2 separate regions of the Sus scrofa genome follow, and region 1 is linked to region 2. The links are chromatin contacts, called in public Hi-C maps. All regions are on one chromosome and are shown on one strand. Each heading gives the region's core, a stretch centred on a gene start, on an enhancer-like site or on the middle of the called end of the contact. The rest is flanking DNA. Distances are from core to core; before and after follow the strand shown.

Region 1 (7,394 bases), core at 2,785-5,284, 270 kb after region 2:
TTGCCTAATTTAATCTATGAGGGAAATGCCAAACCAAGTCTTTTTTAAAAATAATGATAGTGTTATGTAAAATCTAGACATAATGTCATACATGGTGGTAACTAACTAGTACTCTATAAAGATTTGTAAGATACACACAGTTATTACTGAGTTTACTTGGAAAGTATTGTTTCAAATTAAGATATTTCAGAAATTCAATAAATATTCATAGAGATTGTATATATAACTATTTCTTAAGTGATAAACTTATTTGACTTACTAAAATCTTCTAGTTCTTTTGCGTTTGTAATATTGTGTATTAAGAACAAATTTCATTACTTTTAAATATAGTCTTTTTTTTGGCTTTTTAGGGCTGCAGGTGTGGCATATGGAAGTTCCCAGGCTAGGGGTCAAAATGGAGCTACAGCTGCCTGCCTCCACCACAGCCACAGCAAAGTGGGATCCAAGCCACGTCTGCGACCTACACCACAGGTCATGGCAACGCTGGATCCTTGACCCACTCAGTGAGGCCAGGGATCGAACCTGCATCCTCATGAATACTGGTAGAATTAGTTTCTGCTGCACCACACCGGGAACTCCCTTAAATATACTATTTAAAGCTGTAAAAGTGTACAAGTTATTAGGTACAGATGTTGATGAAGTTGAATTTTCATTCATTTTCTTAATTTTTTAGATCATTCCAAGGTACACCTATTCAACAGGATACCAAAATTAGTTTTCTTGATTGCTTGTGCAGGTCATAGGGCAATGAGTTGTAAAATATTTGCACATTTGTTAGATAATGATAGGTATTTTAAAATGAATGTTAACTGCAAGCTGAGTGCTATTGTAAACATGTATTCTCATTGCCTTTTCTGAATCTCACACACTTTTGTGAGGTGGGTGCTGTTTTTAACCCATTTACAGATGAGGAAATTGAGGTCCAGAGGGTAATTTGTCTGATGTCGTAGAGATAAGAGATGGACCAGGATTTAAACCCATGAAAATTTTTTAACCTCCTCACTGTTCGTTGCGGGTTAAAACTATAGCCTGACGTAGTGTGAAAAGCTTTCTGTTCAGGTACCCTGGGATGAATCCCAGTTTCCAGATGTTTCCTGAGTGATGACAGAAGTTATACTTCTTCATGCCCCCATTTTTTCCTAAGTACTTAGTGGTAGAATATGTGAGTACTTAGCTCTAGTGCAAATGTGAAGGCTGCCTCCCCTCACCTTCATGGTAGTAGTTGTCACCAATGTGTATTATTATTCATTATATTAAAGTATAAGATGGCAATCCAAATTATGTTTTATTGCTTCATTTGGAAATGATTACTAGAGTAAAAGAGGAGTAGAGAATATGATTAAAGTAACATTTAACCCTTTTGCAGACATCCATTCAAATATGTATCTTTTTAAAGCAGGGTTTCTCAACCTGGGCACCGGTGATGTTTTGGGCTGTATAATCTCGGTGGAGGGGGCTGTGCTGTGTGTCGTAGGCTGTTTAGCCAGCATCCCTGGTCTTTACGCGCTAGATGGCCAAGCCTCCCCCCGCAATTGTGACAACCCAAAAAGTCTCAGACACTGTGTGACATCCTTTTGGGGCAGAATCACTGCTGGATGAAAACCACTGCTGGAGAGACAGAGGCGTTAATCACTCAGGAAACGTGATGTGATTGTAAAGCCTGTTGAGCGTGCTAGTAGAAAAGGCTGAGGTGCCGTGGGAGGAAAGCGAGGAGCAGACCGGCTTGGTGGCAGGTGTGGCTGCATGTGGAGGCCGCGGCAGAGGCTTGGTGACAGGAGAGGGCCTGCACCAGCTGGTCGGGGGAGGTAGTTTGGAGAGGTTTTTGGAGGGAGAATCGGGGGGCCTGGGGTTTACTAGGATATTACACTCCTGATGACCAAGAGCAAAGAACGTTGAAGGTCTGAGAAGCGGACCCGGGGCCACCTGCAGGTCTGACTCATCCACCGGGTGGGCCCCCTGCATGCCTGCTTGGCCCGGCGCAGGACTCACACGTGTTTCTCGGCAAAGTCCAGACTTACTGAATGTATCCTGGAAACCGTGAGTCTTGGGTCTGTGGCTGCCAAGTGACTGCATACTTAAAACCTGATCTGCCTCGCTGGGGGTCAGGTGCGCGCTTGAGAGATGAGAGATGTCCCGCTTCGGCTGCGGCCTGCCTGGTGCCCGCCGCTCCTTCCACCAGGCTGCCCGCCCCGCCTCTTCCCGCCCCGGCCTCTGTCCTTGGCCCCAGAGCTTTCTCCTCCCATGCAGCAGCCACTCGTAAAGACGTTTTTGGACATCAAATAATTTCCTTACTTTTGAGTCACTGTTTTGAAGTTTACAGGTTTCTTAAAGCAGTGCACCCCTTTGGTGGCTTCAGTGTGTATTCTAACTTTAACAAGCGGTGAAAACAGAACATTCCAGGGCCTTTCTGTGGCACAGCATTTGGGGAAACCCAACAGAATTTCTCTCTTTTCACAGCAAGTAACTTCAGCAGGCTCTTTAATGGGGCTATTTTAGTAAGATCATCATAAGCATGATTTAATCATCTTTTGCTAATAATAAAGTATCCACGACTTGTAGTTGCAGCTTAAATGCTAATATCACAGGATTGTAGTGCTAGTAACCTCGGCAGTGATGATAAAACCTTTGCTCCCTCACGAAGTTATGTTACTGAAATGGTGTGTATCTGGGTGGGTCTCTCCACGGTTTCTACTGCAGTAAAATGGAAATTCACTTTTAAGCAGCACCGAAGCCTGGGAAGTCTGTATAGCCCACGGCAGGCGGAGAAGGAGGGGAGAGGGCGGCCGCTCCTGACAGCGTGGCGGAGTTCGCTTCTCGGCCCCCCTCGCCTCCTCCACGTCCCCACTCCGGTCCCAGGGATCTGTTAGATCCGTTATGGGCGGCTGTGTTTTCCTCGGGGAAAAGACTCTCCGCTCGGTTTTCCACCCGGAATCCTCCTCCTGGGGCCCGAGTAAAGTAGCTGGAACCTTTTTTCAGTCCATGCACTTGTTGTGACAGATGGGAATTCAGCCACCTTTGAACACGTGCTGTGTTTCTAGGGTTGCACTCGTGCCGTGGGGATCAGCTCTTCTACCGCCAGGCCGCTTAAACACCTCATAAACGGCAGAGAGACTTAAGCATGGCAGAGAATTTCAGGAATAAAGGAGACCACAGGCGACAGTGGGCAAAGGGGGTGTAATTAGATACCGTTGGAGAGAGAGTTGATTGCACACAGTGGAGGGACTAGATGAAGCTCTTTGGGATGTGTAGAAGGCGAGGAACTGTTGCTTTCCTGGATTTGTGGGTACCACCTTCAGAGGGTTGGGTTTCAGCTTGTTCATGAAAAATGGTAAAGTATGAATGAACTCTGGGGGCCAGGATGTAGGGTGACTGTGGTAGATGTTTATCATGGAGTTTGTGATTTTAGCAGGTGATACTGGCTAAAATCACAAAAGGAGCAAATTCACACACACACACACACACACACACACACACACACACACACACACACGCTTGTGCACTTAGTGCAGGAGGAGCTAGGGCGCTGTTGGCGTACCGTGGTGGCCCCAGTGGGGGATCAGGAAAGGCCTCAAGAGCATGTGACGTTCAAGCTCAGACATTAAAGAGAAGGAATTGCCAGCCCAGGCGGGACATCCTTTTGCTTAAATAATATAGAGAAGTAGTACAGCGTGGCGTTGGGAAGCTCACGTTCTGGAAGCCATGAGGAGTCTGGGATTAATGTAGACACACTACTACGTGTAAAATAGATAATCAACAAGGACCTGCTGTAGAGCACAGGGAACTGTGCTCAGTATTCTGTAATGACCTATCTGGAAAAGGATCTGAAAACGAAGGGATGTGTGTGTAACTGAATCACTTAGCTGTGTACCTGAGACTCACACAGCATCGTAAAGCAGCCATACTCCTGTAGCAAATAAAAGTGAAAAACAACCTGGCAGAAAAACTTTTCCTCATTAGCTCCGAAGTTTGCTTCCGTGTGCCAGCGTTGACTCCTCTGTCAGTGTTTGGAGATCAAGGGCGCTTTCTCCCCCCTCGGGGAGGTTTTTATTGAAAGAGTGAGTACAAGTCCTTAACGCCCTGCCAGCACCTGCTCATACCTTTTGACTGTGAATGATTGATTTTTCCCCAAAGGGTCAGAAGGGAGAGGAGGGCTTCCCAGGCGGGGTTAGGGAAGTGCTGGGAGGCATTTCTCAGAAGGAACCCTGTGAGTTTGAAGCATGGTGGGGGCAGCCAAGCTGCGTGTGTGCCCCCCACCCCTCCCGGGAAAGGCAGGGCTGCCCTTCCCACAGGAGGGGTTCCAGCAGTGAGTTGAACAGGTAGCTTGCGAGGTCTCCAAGCTTTAAGAAATGTACATGCGTGTTAATTCCGTTTTGCTCGTTGGTTTAAGGATGTTTAAGAAATAGTTAACCTTATTAACTAGCCAAAATAATTGTATTCTGGATATCTCTCATGTGCTCCAATATGATTGAAAAGAGATTTCAATCATATTGAAAAGAGCTTTCAGTTTTTGTAAGTTCAATTATATTTTAGTGTGTTTTCTCCATAATTTGCCTAACTTGGTCTGTACGATACAGCTGGCCTCTGAACCAAATGACGAGGGTTGCTAAATGACTGGAACTGTTTTTGGCTTGACTAGATCAGATCCATACATATGAGGTTACAAGCCTAATTGCTGTTACTTTTGGCCACAGTCCCTGCAAGTGTGGGAGGTCGCCAAGAACTTCCTTTGTGGAAAAAAATGACATTTGTTCATTGTTTCAGTTGTGATGATTGCTTAAAGCATATGGGTTGTATTTTTTTTACCAGTAGGTTTATAAAGTTGTAGATTGGGAATTTTATGCATTGTAAAAATTTATCATAATTAAATATTTGTTCCTAGCCACTTTAGTGTACCAAGGGGCCAATATTATCATTATTTTCTAAGAACTGTTACTACTGGATAAAGGTGAAGGCAGAGAGCTGACATGTGCATGTATGCATAGAATGCTATGATGGAGATCTTTCAAACAATGTAGTACACACACACACACACACACACACACGCACACATTCATTATACATATGTACTTGCACACGTATACAAAGTTGTTTGAACCGTTATTTGATTATTTAGGCTGATAGCCTCAAGTGCTCAAGTGGTAATATGAGTGGTCCCCAAATAATTTATTTCCCTAAAACATAATTTAACATGTAACCAGTAGATTTAATGATGTGTTTTCCGAGTGTTATTTGTTTTGAAAATCAATTTCTTTTTTTGCTTGGTTGTTTTTTGGGTTTTGTCTTTTAGTGCTGCACCTGTGGCCTGTGGAAGTTCCCAGGCTAGGGGTCGAATCAGAGCTGCAGCTGCCCGTCTACACCACAGCCACAGCAACACCAGATCCAAGCCACGTCTGCGACCTATGCCACAGCTCGTAGCAACACCGGATCCTTAACCCACTGAGCAAGGCCAGGGATCAAACCTGTGTCCTCATGGATACTAGTCAGATTGGTTTCCCTTGAACCCTGACGGGAACTTTGGGGCTTTCTTTCTGCGTGTGTTGGCCAGTAGTGAAAACCTACCTTTTGAGTTCATGGTTGACCATTACCGTTGTGGATCACACAGGTGGCCGCCCATGCTCCTTTTAACATCTTATGTTTGTAATGAACCAAACCACGCAGCAGTTCCTGTCTTTTACATTTAAAATTACAGCATAGAATAGTCGTTAATGGGAAACAGTTACGTGCTGTATATTTTCTTCTTTTTCTCTTTATCTCTGTGAAACCATCAAAAGGTTGGGAACTAAATGACTCTAGACCATTTGATAACTTTTCACACAGAAGAGATAATAAGGATTGTGGGAAAGATGTAGTTAATTTAAACTTTTTTGAGTTTGCATTTCTCTTAAGGTTAATTTTTCTTGTAGTTATCAAATTTTAATTCTTCCCTGCTTTTGAGTAGCCCCATGTGGATGGTACAGAATGGCTAGGATTGAAGACCTTCATCTGATGCCGGTGTCAGGATTGCTGGACAGCTTACCTGCTGTGTGTCCAGCGGTGGGGGGGGCTCGGTGGTGATAAGCACTAAGCTGGCCTCTGCCCTCCCGGGCCGGCTGGGCTGGTGAGGAGTCAGACCTTTAAGCAGGAATTTTTCACAGTGAAATGAGATGACTGCTCTAGTGGGACAGCATAATGTACTACCTTGTACTTAGTGGCCCCTGACTGAGTCTTGATGAACCACAAAATATTAGGGTATTTTGGTTTATTTTGGCTGTAATTCCCGCCATAAAGGCCATGCCTGTGGTCGATGACTAAAATTGTTAGGCTTTGTCTGTTTTCACTGTATTTCTGTCCCCTCCACCAACTATTTAGAATTTTTCATAGCCTTTTTTTACCTTCTGATTCTTGCTAGTTAGGGAATTACCCTTGTGGAGGGATGCAAATTGGACGATCTAGGGTTGGAAAAACAGACTTCTTAACTCATCTCTGAATATTTTGACTAACATGTTGAATTGGAAAGTGAAAAGAATAGTGTATTGCAATACTTATGATGGTATTATTGTTGATTGGCAAATGTTAAAGTAGCCTCAGTTGGGAAAGAGGAAACAGGCATCCAATAATTTGGAAGCATGGAACAACAGAGAGTTAAGTCAGAAGATTAAAAAAGTATCTGACGGTATGCATACATATTCATATGTGTACATTTGTATGTACAGATATATGTGTTTATATATATATGTGTAGGCACCCATTAAGTAATATATGTACTTTTTAAGCATATGAGTAAGCACTTTAGAGAATTGAGGCATTCACGTTTTGTTTTTGACTTGACTACCCATATTTATACACTCATACGTAATTTTGTAATGCAACTATATTTAAATAAGTAATACATCTTCAAATGGGTAGTATGTAAACTTAATTTAAAAAATGAACTAGGAGTTCCCGTCGTGGCGCAGTGGTTAACGAATCCGACTAGGAACCATGAGGTTGCGGGTTCGGTCCCTGCCCTTGCTCAGTGGGTTAACGATCCGGCGTTGCCGTGAGCTGTGGTGTAGGTTGCAGACGCGGCTCGGATCCCGCGTTGCTGTGGCTCTGGCGTAGGCCGGTGGCTACAGCTCCGATTCGACCCCTAGCCTGGGAACCTCCATATGCCGCGGGAGCGGCCCAAGAAATAGCAACAACAACAAAAAGACAAAAAGACAAAAAGACAAAAAAAAAAAAGAACTAGTGCAGAAGTGTATGCAATTTTAAAAATAAGCATTTTCCCCCCTTTCCTGCCCCTGCTCTTAATCCTCTTACCAGAGGTAACCACCCATGCTAATTTCTTGTCACTTTTTTTAGAATTTTTTGCAGACATAGCAGCAGCATTTTTTTAAAAAACAGGCACATATGTCCACAAAAAAAATTGATTTACC
Region 2 (7,371 bases), core at 3,845-6,344:
CCCAACAGCAAAAAAAGCCAATCAATCAATGGAAAAATGGGCAAAAGACCTGAATAGACATTTCTCCAAGAAGATATACAGATGGCCAGCAAACACATGAAAAAATGATCAACATCGCTGATTATAAGAGAAATGCAAATCAAAACTACCATGAGATACCACCTCACACCAGTCAGAATGGCCCTCATTAATAAATCCACAAATAACAAGTGCCGGAGGGGCTGTGGAGAAAAGGGAACCCTCCTGCACTGTTGGTGGGAATGTAAACTGGTACAGCCACTATGGAGAACAGTTTGGAGATACCTTAGAAATCTATACATAGAACTTCCATATGACCCCGCAATCCCACTCTTGGGCATCTATCCGGACAAAACTCTACTTAAAAGAGACACATGCACCCGCATGTTCATTGCAGCACTATTCACAATAGCCAGGACATGGAAACAACCCAAATGTCCATCAACAGATGATTGGATTCGGAAGAGGTGGTATATATACACAATGGAATACTACTCAGCCATAAAAAAGAATGACATAATGCCATTTGCAGCAACATGGATGGAACTAGAGAAATGAGCCAGAAATGAGTGAAATGAGTGAAATGAGCCAGAAAGACAAAGACAAATACCATATGATATCACTTATAACTGGAATCTAATATCCAGCACAAATGAACATCTCCTCAGAAAAGAAAATCATGGACTTGGAGAAGAGACTTGTGGCTGCCTGATGGGAGGGGGAGGGAGTGGGAGGGATCGGGAGCTTGGGCTTATCAGACACAACTTACAAGGAGATCCTGCTGAATAGCATTGAGAACTTTCTCTAGATACTCATGTTGCAACAGAACAAAGGGTGGGGGAAAAATGTAATTGTAATGTATACATGTAAGGATAACCTGACCACCTTGCTGTACAGTGGGAAAATAAAAAAATTTTAAAAATAAAATAAAATAAAATGCCATGAGAAAACCAGAATATTCCCTGTGTGGGGGTCTGAGTTTAATTGAATGGGAAACCAGGAAGGTGAGGCAATGATATGACAAAAAGAAGATGGTAGGAGGGGAGTCTGAGAGGTGGGACATAAGAGTTTTTGGTCCTGAGCTGTAGATCAGAACTTGTTTCTTTAGTTGGTAACCAGTAGCTCACTGAGCACACATTTAAAGTGAAAGTGTGTTTCTCTGGCAGGCAGGGCACATGGAGGGGGGTGGGCAGAGTTAGTGAACTGAGCTGTTTTTCCAAATTCATAATCGTGTGAGTTTTAAGATAGTGGAGAAGTTGGCGGTAGAAGAAAGTCTGTAAACCTAAAAAGCCTTGATATGCTACTCTTTCGTGATTTCCCTTTGGTTTTTAAATGTAAGTTGCTTCACAGACTGTTAGACCTTGTCTGAACTCCTGACTAATGTGGAAATACATTTGTAAATATTGAGAAGCTGAGCAAGTACTTCGAATGATTACTTTGTGCAAGTGTGGTGCCAGTGACTCAGACCTCCTCCTTCCTCCAAGACCTGGTTGGTGCTCCAGCTCTGCTCCTCCAGGTCACTGGTCTTCAGATACAGTGACCTGAATAACTCAGAACAGGTTCTGTTTACTCTTCAGCTCCCCACAAATAAGTGCATGAATGAAAAACCAGATGGGAAACAGAAATGTGTAAATCATTTGTGATAAATAGTCCAGATCAGTTGTTAGCTAAGAAGCTACTTCTGAGCTATGACCTATTCTTTAGACATTTGGGTGATTTTTTTTTTTTTTGAGGTATAATTGACCTGTATAGCCTATTATTAGTTCAGGTGTTTAACATTATTTGATTTGTGTATATATTACTAAATGTTTGCCACACTAAGTCTAGTTAATATTCAGGGTAGATTATTTTTAAAACTTGCTTGATTCCATTCCTACATAGGAGTTTCACTACATTTTTTGCTGAAGTTGCATCTCTTTCAGGACTGCAGTCCACAAGAAGTTGCCTGTCCTTATGGTTTCTTGTCTTTTCAATGACTTCATAAGCAACTTGGCAAAGGGTCCTGCCTGAGCGTCCAACAGGCTCTCCATTTACAGATCTACCTCTTATTCATTTTGTACTCTTTTTTTTAAAAAATTTTTTTATTTTCCCACTGTACAGCAAGGTGGTCAGGTTATCCTTACATGTATACATTACAATTACATTTTTCCCCCACCCTTTGTTCTGTTGCAACATGAGTATCTAGAGAAAGTTCTCAATGCTATTCAGCAGGATCTCCTTGTAAGTTGTGTCTGATAAGCCCAAGCTCCCGATCCCTCCCACTCCCTCCCCCTCCCATCAGGCAGCCACAAGTCTCTTCTCCAAGTCCATGATTTTCTTTTCTGAGGAGATGTTCATTTGTGCTGGATATTAGATTCCAGTTATAAGTGATATCATATGGTATTTGTCTTTGTCTTTCTGGCTCATTTCACTCATTTCACTCATTTCTGGCTCATTTCTCTAGTTCCATCCATGTTGCTGCAAATGGCATTATGTCATTCTTTTTTATGGCTGAGTAGTATTCCATTGTGTATATATACCACCTCTTCCGAATCCAATCATCTGTTGATGGACATTTGGGTTGTTTCCATGTCCTGGCTATTGTGAATAGTGCTGCAATGAACATGCGGGTGCATGTGTCTCTTTTAAGTAGAGTTTTGTCCGGATAGATGCCCAAGAGTGGGACATTTTGTACTCTCTTGATGTGCTCTTGACGTAGTGACACATTGAAGAGGGAGGAATGAGTGGGATGTTGGGGGTTAAAAAGAAGTTTGGATAAATAAGAAGACACTTTGGAGTTCTCATTACAGAGGCCTTTGTATATTCATTAAGTTTTCCTCTCACTCACCATTGCATGATTCAGCCATCCTGGAAAGATATCATCTATGGCCTTAGGGTAAACAAGTTCTCGATCATAGAGGAAGATGATCCAGAATGACAAAAATACAAACTGGAAAATAGAACATAAAAACAGCACCATTAGGTTTATTTTCAGTCATTGCTTCCTAAGATAATCAAGGAAACATAACAAAATAAAAATAGATACCAGTTTTAAAGGGGTGTGTGTATGTGTATATATATATATATAACAGAAATATTAAGTGATGGAAAAATATTTATTGTAGAATTACAATACCCAGTCTCTGAGGATTCCAGAGTTGGCTCAGTTATTTGTCATTATGGCAGGTGGAGAGGGTATAGATAAATAGGATTTGTAGACCATTAAGGCATTTCATTTTGACCAGGGACCTCTCTTCTCTATGCTTTCACCAGAAGTGCTGAGAGCAGTCACATGGAGTGGCTTGAATCTTCCCTTTCCTTGGCCCCTCTCTAAACAGGCATGGCAAGGGGAATCAGGAAGCCTGGGAGAGAGGATAAGTAACAAGCTCCCAGGGTAACTCACAAGCTAGTTAACTAAGCGGTGTATCTCTTTCTTGCTTAGTTTTCATAGATCCCCATCTTCTTGTGCCATCACCTCACCCCTCCCGACCCCCAGCTATCATTTCAAAGTGTATGTTTTGAATGCTATAAAATCAGTGTAGAGGTGGAAAAAAATAACTATTGATTTTCTGATCTTCCTATCTTCTTGAATTCCAAAGGTTCAATTTCTAAGCCTTAAAAATGAATAAAAAAATATATAAAAATTAACAAACTCCATGGTTATAAAAAAAAAAACTTGGCATTTAGAGGGTTTATAGGGGTGGAGGAGGAGATGTCCTACAAAGTAAAGCTGGAATGCCAGTACTTGCTCTTTTATCAGAGAACTCATTAGTGTTTGGAGAGTTTCATTTTGTCTTTAAGTCTGAAGTCTCACTACTGTAGGAAGCAGACAATGACTGGTGGAAAGAGGTGGTCATTTCTAATTATGGGCCCTACTGGGCAGCCCTTCTGCCTTTTCTCAGTTTGTTTCCATTCTAACTAATGAATGAAGACATGAGCAGTGTTGGAGAAAGGTGGACAATATCAGCAGGAAGCCTACGATTACTCGCACCTTGCTTCATCCTGATTAATGTCCATTCATTCAACAAGATGCATGAGGCCCATCTCTCTCTCCTCAGTTCTTTTTTATATGTCGACCTTAAAGGTTCCCATACCTTTTTTTTTTTTTTTTATCATTTCTACTTGCAGAACCAACAAATGCTTATTGCAGCAAGTGAAACAAGATGTGTAAAAGGGAAAATTAGTCATCTCCTTCCTCAGCACTCTCCATTCTCATCACCCTGGTGGAACCAAGGTTATTGCAGTTGTATTTTAAGAAAGTTCCTTCAGACTCCCCTGTTAGACACCCTAAAGATCTTGTATCAAATAGTCATGGAGATACAAAAGCTAAAGATAAATCTTGTTGGTAATGTGCCTTATTTCCCAAAGACACTGAGCAGGGCAGTGCAGTCCTCAGGCCATTTATGCAAACATAGTTGCCCTGGATTACAATGATGGGCTCCCAAACATCCTTGCAGCACAGGAGAAATGTCAGTCCATATGACGAGTGTATTATATTACCTGCACATCTTTGTAACTTACAGCAGATATTGGAAAAGCCAGTGTGGTGAAAAGCAGGTCTCTGAAGGCAGTTACAAACTTTATGTCTTTTTTCCCTTCAGTTCTTTTCAGCACGTCTTCCAGGCAGGCCACCCCATAGAAAATGGCCTGTAAGAACTAAATTCATTACAACAAATGAGGGCATTTTCATTTGCTTTAATTAATACATTGTTCACTGATGTAAAGCGCTCTCCCTCTGGGAGCAGAGTTGTTGGAGAAGGAGGGGGCTGCTGGCTGTTTTGGTTGGGAGCCAGCTCGAAGGCTGGTCTTGCAGCTCAGCGGGCCCTGACCTTGCTTGCTGCAACTGATTGAGTAAAGTTGCTTAGAGGATAATAATGTGTACAGTGTTTAGTGTAATGGACTTGAGCTAAAATGGAAACGAAATAGGTTAAAAGGAGAATGTAATGAGATAGATACCTTGGCCAAACAGAGGTGGGAAAAAACAAACAGCACAAGGGCAAGGCGCCAGACACAATGGTGGATATATTCTGGTCTTTTCCTAGGAAGAAAACGTTTTTAAATGGCTAGTGTTGCAACCTCATTAGATAAGCCGGCAGCAGGGTCAAGGGCACGGTGAAGGAGCTCTGTGCTCTCCTGAGGGAGGTGTACAGAATGGCCTCTAGCCTGTCCGGGGGAGAAGCCAGTGTTCTTTCTCTCACTAAAAGGGGAAGCCTGAGGCTTTGCAGAGACAGTCCAGCTGAGGGAGTGATTTAAATCTGTAGAGATCGAGCAAGGCTTGGGCTCGGATGTATCTTTAAGTACCTGAGGGCCTTGAGGCCAAGTGAAAAAGAAGCAGGGCCTTTTTCGACAATATACGATCACGATGAGGGCAGACTTTGTCCATTCTTACTGTTTCCCACAAACTTATGGCTTCTAATTAAAAGGTTACAGTAGTACAGAGTTTGGGTAGTTTTGAGTTATTGCATCAGAATCCATCCTGTTCCTTGAAAGCCCTGTATTGGTACAGAAGGAACAGCTTAGACTTTGCTTGGAGAGGGTGAGTCAGGCAAGTTGTGGAACCTGGGGAGCTGGACTAATGATCAACCAAGTTGGCTGCTGGGGAACAGCCTCTGAGCTCTGAACCCTAGGAAACCTCTTACAGAGTTGGCCTCCTGCCACTCCTTGGGCTGAAGCAAGGGTGGGCAGGGGAGGACAGAGGTGAATTAGGCCAGTGATACTCCCAGCTAGGTTCTTAAACCAGTAGCACCAGCATCACCCCAAAGTTTATTAGAAATGCAGGACTTCAGCCCCACCCCAGAGTATGAAATCAGAATCTTTGGTAATGGCGCCTAAGAATTTTTTTTTTTTATAGAAACTTCAGGTGGTCCTTGCATATGCTAATGTTCTAGAACCACTGAATTAGACATAAACTTATCACTTAAAAATCTTACTTATTACTCAAAGCTATAATAGCTAACTTTGTGTGTTTTTTTGGCCGTTCTCAGGACATATGGAATTCCCAGGCCAGGGATCAGATCAGAACCGTAGTTGTGACCTAAGCAGCAGCTGAGGCAATGCTGGATCCTTAACCTGCTGTGCTGGGTGGAGAATGGAACCGGCATCCCAGCGCTCCCAGACGACACCAATCCCACTGAGCCACATAGGGAATTCCTGTAATAGCTAACTTTCATTGATCTCTTTTTATGGGCCAGGCACTGATCTGAGCTTCTAATTTCTTAAAACAACCTTGGGAGGTTAGTCCTATCATTACCTCTCTACTTCTCATTCTACAGATGAGGAAAATGAGGCACAGAGAAATGAACAAACTGGCCTAAAGTCTCATGGTTGATAAAAGTCAAGGCCAGGATTTGAAGCTGAAAGTCTACCTCTTGAGTCAGGCTTTAAAAAACAAACAAGCAAAAAACAAATCATGTATCAGGTTTTTAAGAATAAAGATAAAGCACTGTGGGAGGTCAGAGGAGAGACCCTTATCTCCAGGTGTGAGAATTAAATGATCTCTAAATGATCTCAAAAAAAAATATTGATGCCTAATTATCACCCCCCAAGATTCTAATTTAATGAGTCTAGGGTGCTTTTCAAGCTTCGGGATTTAAAAAAAATTCTTCTAGGTGATTCTGGTCAGGTTAGTCAAGGTTGAGACCCACTTGACTTGAGGAACTTCCTTTTGGAAAGGCAGACCTGGCAGTCTCAAAGGAGGTGGGGCTCTGGGGACCCAGGGAGTGAGCCCACGAGGTGAGATGAGATTGCTGGAGAGAGGATGGGGGAGGAGAAATGGAAGCAGACGCTGAGAAAATGCCCTCCTTTAAGGGGCAGAGGGGCTAAGAGGACAGTTAAGTAGCAAAGAACCAGGTAGAAGACCAGGAATGTGCAAGAACCTTGCAGGAGAGGGAAGCTTGACCCAGAAGGGGGCATTCCAAGGAGGACTGGCTACCATTTTAAATGCCATGAAAAGGCTGCCACCCCAATACTTATCATTAACTTTTGCCATTCATCCCCTAAGGGCTACAGAATGTGGATGCTAGAAGAAGTCGCCTCTTCCACCCTTCTTCCCCAGCAGCTCTCAGCTTACCCCTGAGGCCACATCAGGCAGCTGTTGTCATTAGGAAGGGCAGGCGAGGGCCCTGGGCCCTGACAAGGAAGCCTGCACTGTTCTATCAACACGGCAATTAATCATGCTCTGAGCACTGCGTCTGCCAGGTTTTCACTCCTTAGGGAGAGGCCGTCTCCACCCAGCATGTGAGGTCCATGTGACCACTTTCCTTAGCGAGGGCTTCCTGGCGTCATCGTGAGTCAAGCTTGTCCTAACTTTCTCTTGCCTTTCCCAGTCCCAGACTGTGGAAATTGGACTTAGGAAAGAACACATTACTCAGAGCC

The links. A called contact is a pair of places that touch in the nucleus more often than the background predicts.
Region 1: a contact with region 2 is called in a Hi-C map of liver, with 5 times the contacts expected there. The contact joins two enhancer-like sites. A contact is called at or near these places in 1 of 47 Hi-C or Micro-C datasets (liver) and 1 of 2 datasets of contacts at active chromatin or transcription factors (alveolar macrophages).

The regions. Positions count from the first base shown.
Region 1 is chr7:8,565,562-8,572,955 of Sscrofa11.1, forward strand. All of the region lies in intron 2 of HIVEP1 (zinc finger protein 40), which reads left to right. LOC106507341 (a long non-coding RNA gene) reads right to left here and starts at 415. Exons shown (of 3, transcript XR_001303254.2): 1 at 1-415. Within about 2 kb of position 4,035, at least 9 of the 83 cell types and tissues checked have an H3K27ac peak or open chromatin away from gene starts, as enhancers often do. A contact at or near this core is called in liver, where this site is marked.
Region 2 is chr7:8,298,992-8,306,362 of Sscrofa11.1, forward strand. It overlaps ADTRP (androgen-dependent TFPI-regulating protein), which reads right to left. Exons shown (of 5, transcript XM_021100192.1): 2 at 2,846-2,947. Among named protein-coding and RNA genes, the nearest start is that of ADTRP, 11 kb to the right of the region's middle. Within about 2 kb of position 5,095, at least 22 of the 83 cell types and tissues checked have an H3K27ac peak or open chromatin away from gene starts, as enhancers often do. A contact at or near this core is called in liver, where this site is marked.